2 separate regions of the Zea mays genome follow, and region 2 is linked to region 1. The links are chromatin contacts, called in public Hi-C maps. All regions are on one chromosome and are shown on one strand. Each heading gives the region's core, a stretch centred on a gene start, on an enhancer-like site or on the middle of the called end of the contact. The rest is flanking DNA. Distances are from core to core; before and after follow the strand shown.

What was found. Hi-C and Micro-C count contacts between places; a contact is called where the count stands out from the background.
Region 2: a contact with region 1 is called in a Hi-C map of ear, with 2.9 times the contacts expected there. The contact joins the promoter of LOC100284704 here to the enhancer-like site in region 1. A contact is called at or near these places in 2 of 25 Hi-C or Micro-C datasets (ear and tassel).

What each region holds. Positions count from the first base shown.
Region 1 is chr8:158,352,842-158,355,541 of Zm-B73-REFERENCE-NAM-5.0, forward strand. No RefSeq gene overlaps it. Among protein-coding and RNA genes, the nearest start is that of LOC100282481, 50 kb to the left of the region's middle. Within about 2 kb of position 1,345, at least 8 of the 20 cell types and tissues checked have an H3K27ac peak or open chromatin away from gene starts, as enhancers often do. A contact at or near this core is called in ear, where this site is marked.
Region 2 is chr8:158,425,265-158,428,251 of Zm-B73-REFERENCE-NAM-5.0, forward strand. It overlaps LOC100284704 (acid phosphatase), which reads left to right and starts at 1,648. Exons shown (of 10, transcript NM_001157599.2): 1 at 1,648-2,140; 2 at 2,367-2,461; 3 at 2,568-2,635; 4 at 2,739-2,782; 5 at 2,860-2,937. The coding sequence starts at 1,827.

The sequences.
Region 1 (2,700 bases), core at 95-2,594:
TTCTAAAGGGGGTTCTCATGCACATCCTCTACTCTCCAACCGATCTGTTGTATTTATTTTGTTTGTACCGGTGCTTTCTCTTTCTCTCTTGCTATTCATTAATACACTCCAGTCGACTTGGGAGGTCTTGGAATACCTAATCTTCTCACCATGAGTTGGGCATTACAAATGAGATGGCTATGGCTTCAGAAAACAAACTCCGGTAAACATTGAGAGACCTTGACCTTAATGTTTCCAATCAAGACAGAGCTTTATTTCGGGTATACGTGACCTCTATTATTGGTGATGGAGCTACAACTTATTTTTGGATGGATAAATGGATTAATGGGTGCTCTATTGAGGAGCTTGCACCGATCATTGTTGGTGCAGTCCCAAAAAAATATAGGAAAGTTAGGACTGTGCAGCAGGCCTTCCCTTCACATTTTTGGGTTCAGGATATACATGGAAACCTATCTCTTGCAGGCATTATGCAATACTTGCTGGAAAATTTCAATCTAAAGGAAAACAATGATACACATGTCTGGAGATTTTCTATTGATGGGGTATTCAGATCAATGTCTCTAGCACGGTTCTCTAAATCTAGATACGGTTCTACTCATATAACTCACGTAAATGAATCGTATCGTAAGAGGTTATAGTGAATAAGGTTGTATAAAGGGATTTCTTAGTTGTATCTAGTGCTTATAAAACTGTAATGTACTATTCACAAATATATGACATTGTTGAATTTTTTCGAAAACTTTGACAATTTGTCTATTCAAAATATTTATTCAAAAATATAAAATTTTAAGTTAAGCACAAACTACCTTAAGTGATAAATAAATCACAAAAAATAAATCAAAGTTTTTTTAATAAGATGGGTGATCAAAGTTTTAAAAAAATCAACGTAGTCATATATTTATAAACATAGGGAGTAATATTTAGGTTGCACATGTCCTAACAGTGATGACTTTGCAGCTGAGAGCGTGCGTACGTATCTGCGTGTCTGTGTTGGGGTGTGTGTGTTTCAGGGGAGGTGGGGCAACCGGCCATCGAATGCCAGAAAACAGAACTATGCATACTATGCTTTGAGAAGAGGCAGCGTACATAATAACGTACATACCAAACACCAAAGAAAACAGCGGGAATTTTTCATGCACATCGGGAGCATAGACCGCCGCCGCTGGGCCGACCGGCGCGACACGCAAACAGTAAAAGCTCCGGTGGACATGGCCCCATAAGTGCATCATCGTTCAGTGCAACATGTGCGTTTCGTCGGGGGTGAGCGGCTCCAGCTCGCAGGTGGGGATGCCCTCGCTGGGCAGCCCGGGGAAGCCCTTGCGCGTGCAGGCATCCTCGCAGCTCTTGGTGCAGGCCATCTCCCGGCACTTGCCCGCGCACTGGCCCATGCTCGGGATCCGCGTCCGCACGCACAGCTTCATGCACTCACAGATGCAGTTCTGCCCAGCCTCCGCGCGCGGCGCTGCGGCTAGCGCCAGCGCCACCACGGCGAGCACTACCATCATAGCCGCTGCCCTCGCCATGTTCGTCGGCGGCCGCGCGCGGTTTTCCTCGGACGACGGCAGTAACTTCCGACGACGACGTGCGTAGCCCCTGCAGGTCAGGTCTCGGCGTTGGCTTTCAAGAGTTGATGTGTGCATGCGCGATGTGTCGGATCCGTAGCCAGCTAGGCTCCACTGTTTTGAATTGGCTACAGTTGCACCGGCCGACCTTGAAACCAGGCACCCATTGGTTGATCACGGAAATCCCTAATAATAGCTTGTGCTCTGAGACTAAAAATAGCATCTTTTCTTTCTTTTTTAGTTATTTCGTCACGCGCGGCACGTGTATGCGACGTGCCGACGTCGATCCGTTCTTTCGGACCCTTGCATGCATGCAGCCGGCGATCGATATACTGGCTCGCGGCTCGCCCGGCCTCACATGAGCTCAGAAAAGGGGTCACATGGCGCTGCCCTGGCCCGGCGCGACCACAGCACGGTCTCCGGTCCCAGTTTATGCGATCCGCACGTACAACCGATCAGTACGTGCGCCCCAGTCCCCCACTCAGCCGGAAAATTTTTCTCTATATCTGGATGCAAACACTCTTTTTTACAATCCCTCACATACATCACATTATTTAAAGGCCACAAAAACAGATTAAATTTTACAACTTAACCCTTTACTAATTTATTTTTTTTCTATTTATATGGATCATCAGGTGGTGGATGTCAAGAGCTACAAAAGAGTTTCTTTGTATCCCAGATGTAAAAAAAATTCCACTCTACCCACATACTACTCCATTGTTCTGCCATCCAGCGTACTTAACGATAGCATGCGTGGGTAATACTTCTATACCCGTTTGGTAGAGCTCCAACAGCTTCGCTCACAGCGAGAATCACTCCCGCGTAGCTAAATAGCAAAAAAAACTGAACTGCTCCACGGTGAAAGCGGAATGAATTTACTCTCTGTTTTGTACTAGAAGGTGGGAGCCAAAAAAAACTTGCTTCTCGCTGCTCCCCACTCTCCAACCCCTCAAGAATCACATCACAGACTATTTGTCAAACGGTTTTTATCAAATAGATATACTTTTGCTAGAGAATCACTCTATTGGAGAATCAGCTCTTGGAGTTAGAGAATCATGGAGCGCAGCACTGCCAAACGAGCTCTAGCTAGCATGGAGCTTGTATCTTTAACGCTAAATAGCCACACTATTTGTACTTT
Region 2 (2,987 bases), core at 398-2,897, 73 kb after region 1:
TGCATGGCGTCCTCACCATCGACGTATGCACGCTCCACCTCCATCCCCTCCGATGTTGCATCATCTGCCCCGTCCGCCGCCAATACCGCCTATCGAGATGTCCCTTGCCCTCGTTTTCGAGACAATATCGGGCGTACAATACCGCTCTCAACTATAGGTGTACATTTGAATCAGCCTTGATAGCGGGTCCGAAGCACGAAAAAAACATTACCCAGACATGACACGTCCCTCATATAATTAGTGTCAGGAAGGCATGGCCCAATATACTGGGCCATGCTTGGGCTAAGGTCACGGCCCACGGACGGGCACACACACGATCTGTTTAAGGTAAGCACGAAATGACCTATATAGAGACATGAAAACACCCATATATTTATTAAAACCACACTTTAATCCACACTTTTATGTGCTTGATAAAGAACACAAAGATGGAGACGATACTAGTTAAATGTTTTTTGCAGCTTTGAATTAGAGTATGTGATGTAATTTTACTTTTGTTATGAACATTAGATGAATTGAACTTATAAACTATGTCTGAAGCTAGTTGCACTCTTTTTCCTTCTAAGAAGAGATTTTTTAACGAGGTAGTTATTGCATAGCTCGATTAACTTAATAGAAATATTAAGTTTTATTTTGATCAAATTTATGTATCTTATATTTTATTTTTTAATAAATTTGTTTTAAATTTTAAGCTCCCGTCGGATCAGAAATTGATTTTTTGGTTTTTTATAATTTTGAACCGTCCGAAATGAGCTTTAAACAATTACGTGTCGAACTGTGGATCGAGGTCTAAGACCATGTGCCGACCCGACATAACTAAAAATAATTTCTAATCGTATTGACCCAAAATCAAAATTTAAATGGATCAAAACATTTTTAGACTTGAGCTAGGTCGAACCAGATAACCCGAAGGTACACCTATACTTCCGACGCATGACTCGACCTAGAGCACACGTCTAGCTCCCGTTCTCTTCTCCTAGCATCAATAAGGTGTTTTGTTTGTCTACAAATTTTACAAGACCGGCTTAATTGAGCCATTGTACATGCCCAAAAACAAAGACTCCGAGGGATGTTTGAGATGACTCTAGGTTTCAACTCTAATATGAAACTGCAGTTTATAATATCAATTTAAATAGTTTTAAAAATATTTCTAATCTAAATAATAAATAAAATGAGTTTTCTAAATGTCTTTTAAAACTTATAACTTGAACTTTACGATTTTTTGAGCATCTGATAATGGTCAGAAGCTGAAAAATGGAACAAACAAGTCGATAGATCAAAGAAAAAGGGTGTGTTTGGTTTGAGGAATAAAGTGATCCATCTTCTTCTCACTCCTCGCATTTTTATTTGGTTTGTTGAATAGAATGAGTTGGTCCATCACCACCTCATTCCTCATAAGCTAATAATTAGTATATACATGAGGAGTGAGTTGATTCCACTAAAATTGATGGAATTAACTTATGATGCATCACCTCATGAAGCATTGGGTGACTCCACAAACCAAACACATCAAAAGGCTCTAGCTAATCATACTGGTTTAGGTTTCAAGTTCCAAATGGACGCGCATTTGACTATACGTAAAAGGAGCCTCACCCTACAGCCTCACCCTACAGCCTGTACTCGACATTTCCCCAAATATGTGCAGGTCAGAAAAGGAGCCTCACCCTACAGCCTATACGTAAAAGCGGGCCCGGTCTTGAAATCCATAAAGAACGCCTATTTCAGTCCATTTGCACTTCCTCGCCACCGCCGCTTCGTTGGTACATCTCTCTCTTCCCCACGCCATCCCCGACAAGCGGCAAATAACCTCTCCGGCGGCGAGACAGATGGAGTCGACCTCCGGCGAGGATGCTCCGAAGCGCAACCCGCTCCCGTCCGCGCTCGTCTCCAACCTACAGTCCGTGCTCGCCGCCCGCCGCCCGTCCGCGGCAGAGGTCAGCACCGCCGCCACAGCTAGCGAGGCTGAGGCTGAGGCTCAGGAAGCGGAGGCGTCCGATGCCCCCGCGGGAGATGGGACGCCGGCGAGGCCCATCGTGCTGCTGACCTGTGCCGGGGGGATCCGGTCGGCGGGTCTCGCGGCGCTCGTCGACGCCCTCGTTGCCGCCGGCCGCTGCGACGTCCACGTGTGTGCCCCCGAATCGTACGTGCTGCGACTTAGAAAACCAAGGCGTCTTAATTTCCCCTTACATTTGCTCTTATGATTGCAAAGTACTGTTTGCTTTCCATTGGATTTGTTGGGAGATAAATTAAGTAGTCCTGATTTGGGACGCCCTGCGCCTGTTTACTCCCATTAATGTACTAATTTGGTTGCCATTTGCCTGTGATTGTGGAACCGAACTGATTTGGGGCCCTTTGTTTATTTGAAGGGACAAGCAAGCCTGTGGCCATTCAATTACCATCCGTGAAACCATCGCTGCGTCATCCGTGGATTTCACAGGCGCTAAAGCTTTTGAGACATCAGGTGAGGGCCATTCGTTCATTCAATTGTGCACAATTTGGGTCACACATTGCTGAGCCCGGTGGTCCCGATATTTTATCTTTGCTGACTTTGATCATTGAAAACTTAGGCACGCCGGTTGACTGTGTCTCGTTGGCCTTATCTGGGAGGCTGTTTCCTTGGTCGTCTCCTGCTTTGGTACCGTGATTGTTTATTCTTTCGGAATAGGATTTCCAAGTGTTACTATCTTGAAGGTAATTTGATTTGTGGTTTTAAAAAACCACTTATTTTGTTTATACAGGTGATCAGTGGTATCAACACGGGATCAAATTGTGGATATGAGATGTATGCTCTTGTTTCAGAAATGGTCCATTGACTGTCCATTTTCTATTTTGTTATCAATTCATTTCAGAACTCTGTAGGTTCCACTCTTCTGCCATTGCTGCTGCGAGGGAGGCCTTAGTGTATGGGGTGCCTTCAATTGCAATCTCATTGAATTGGTGAGATGCTTCTACCTGTATTGATTTTATATTTCAAATTTTGTACATCA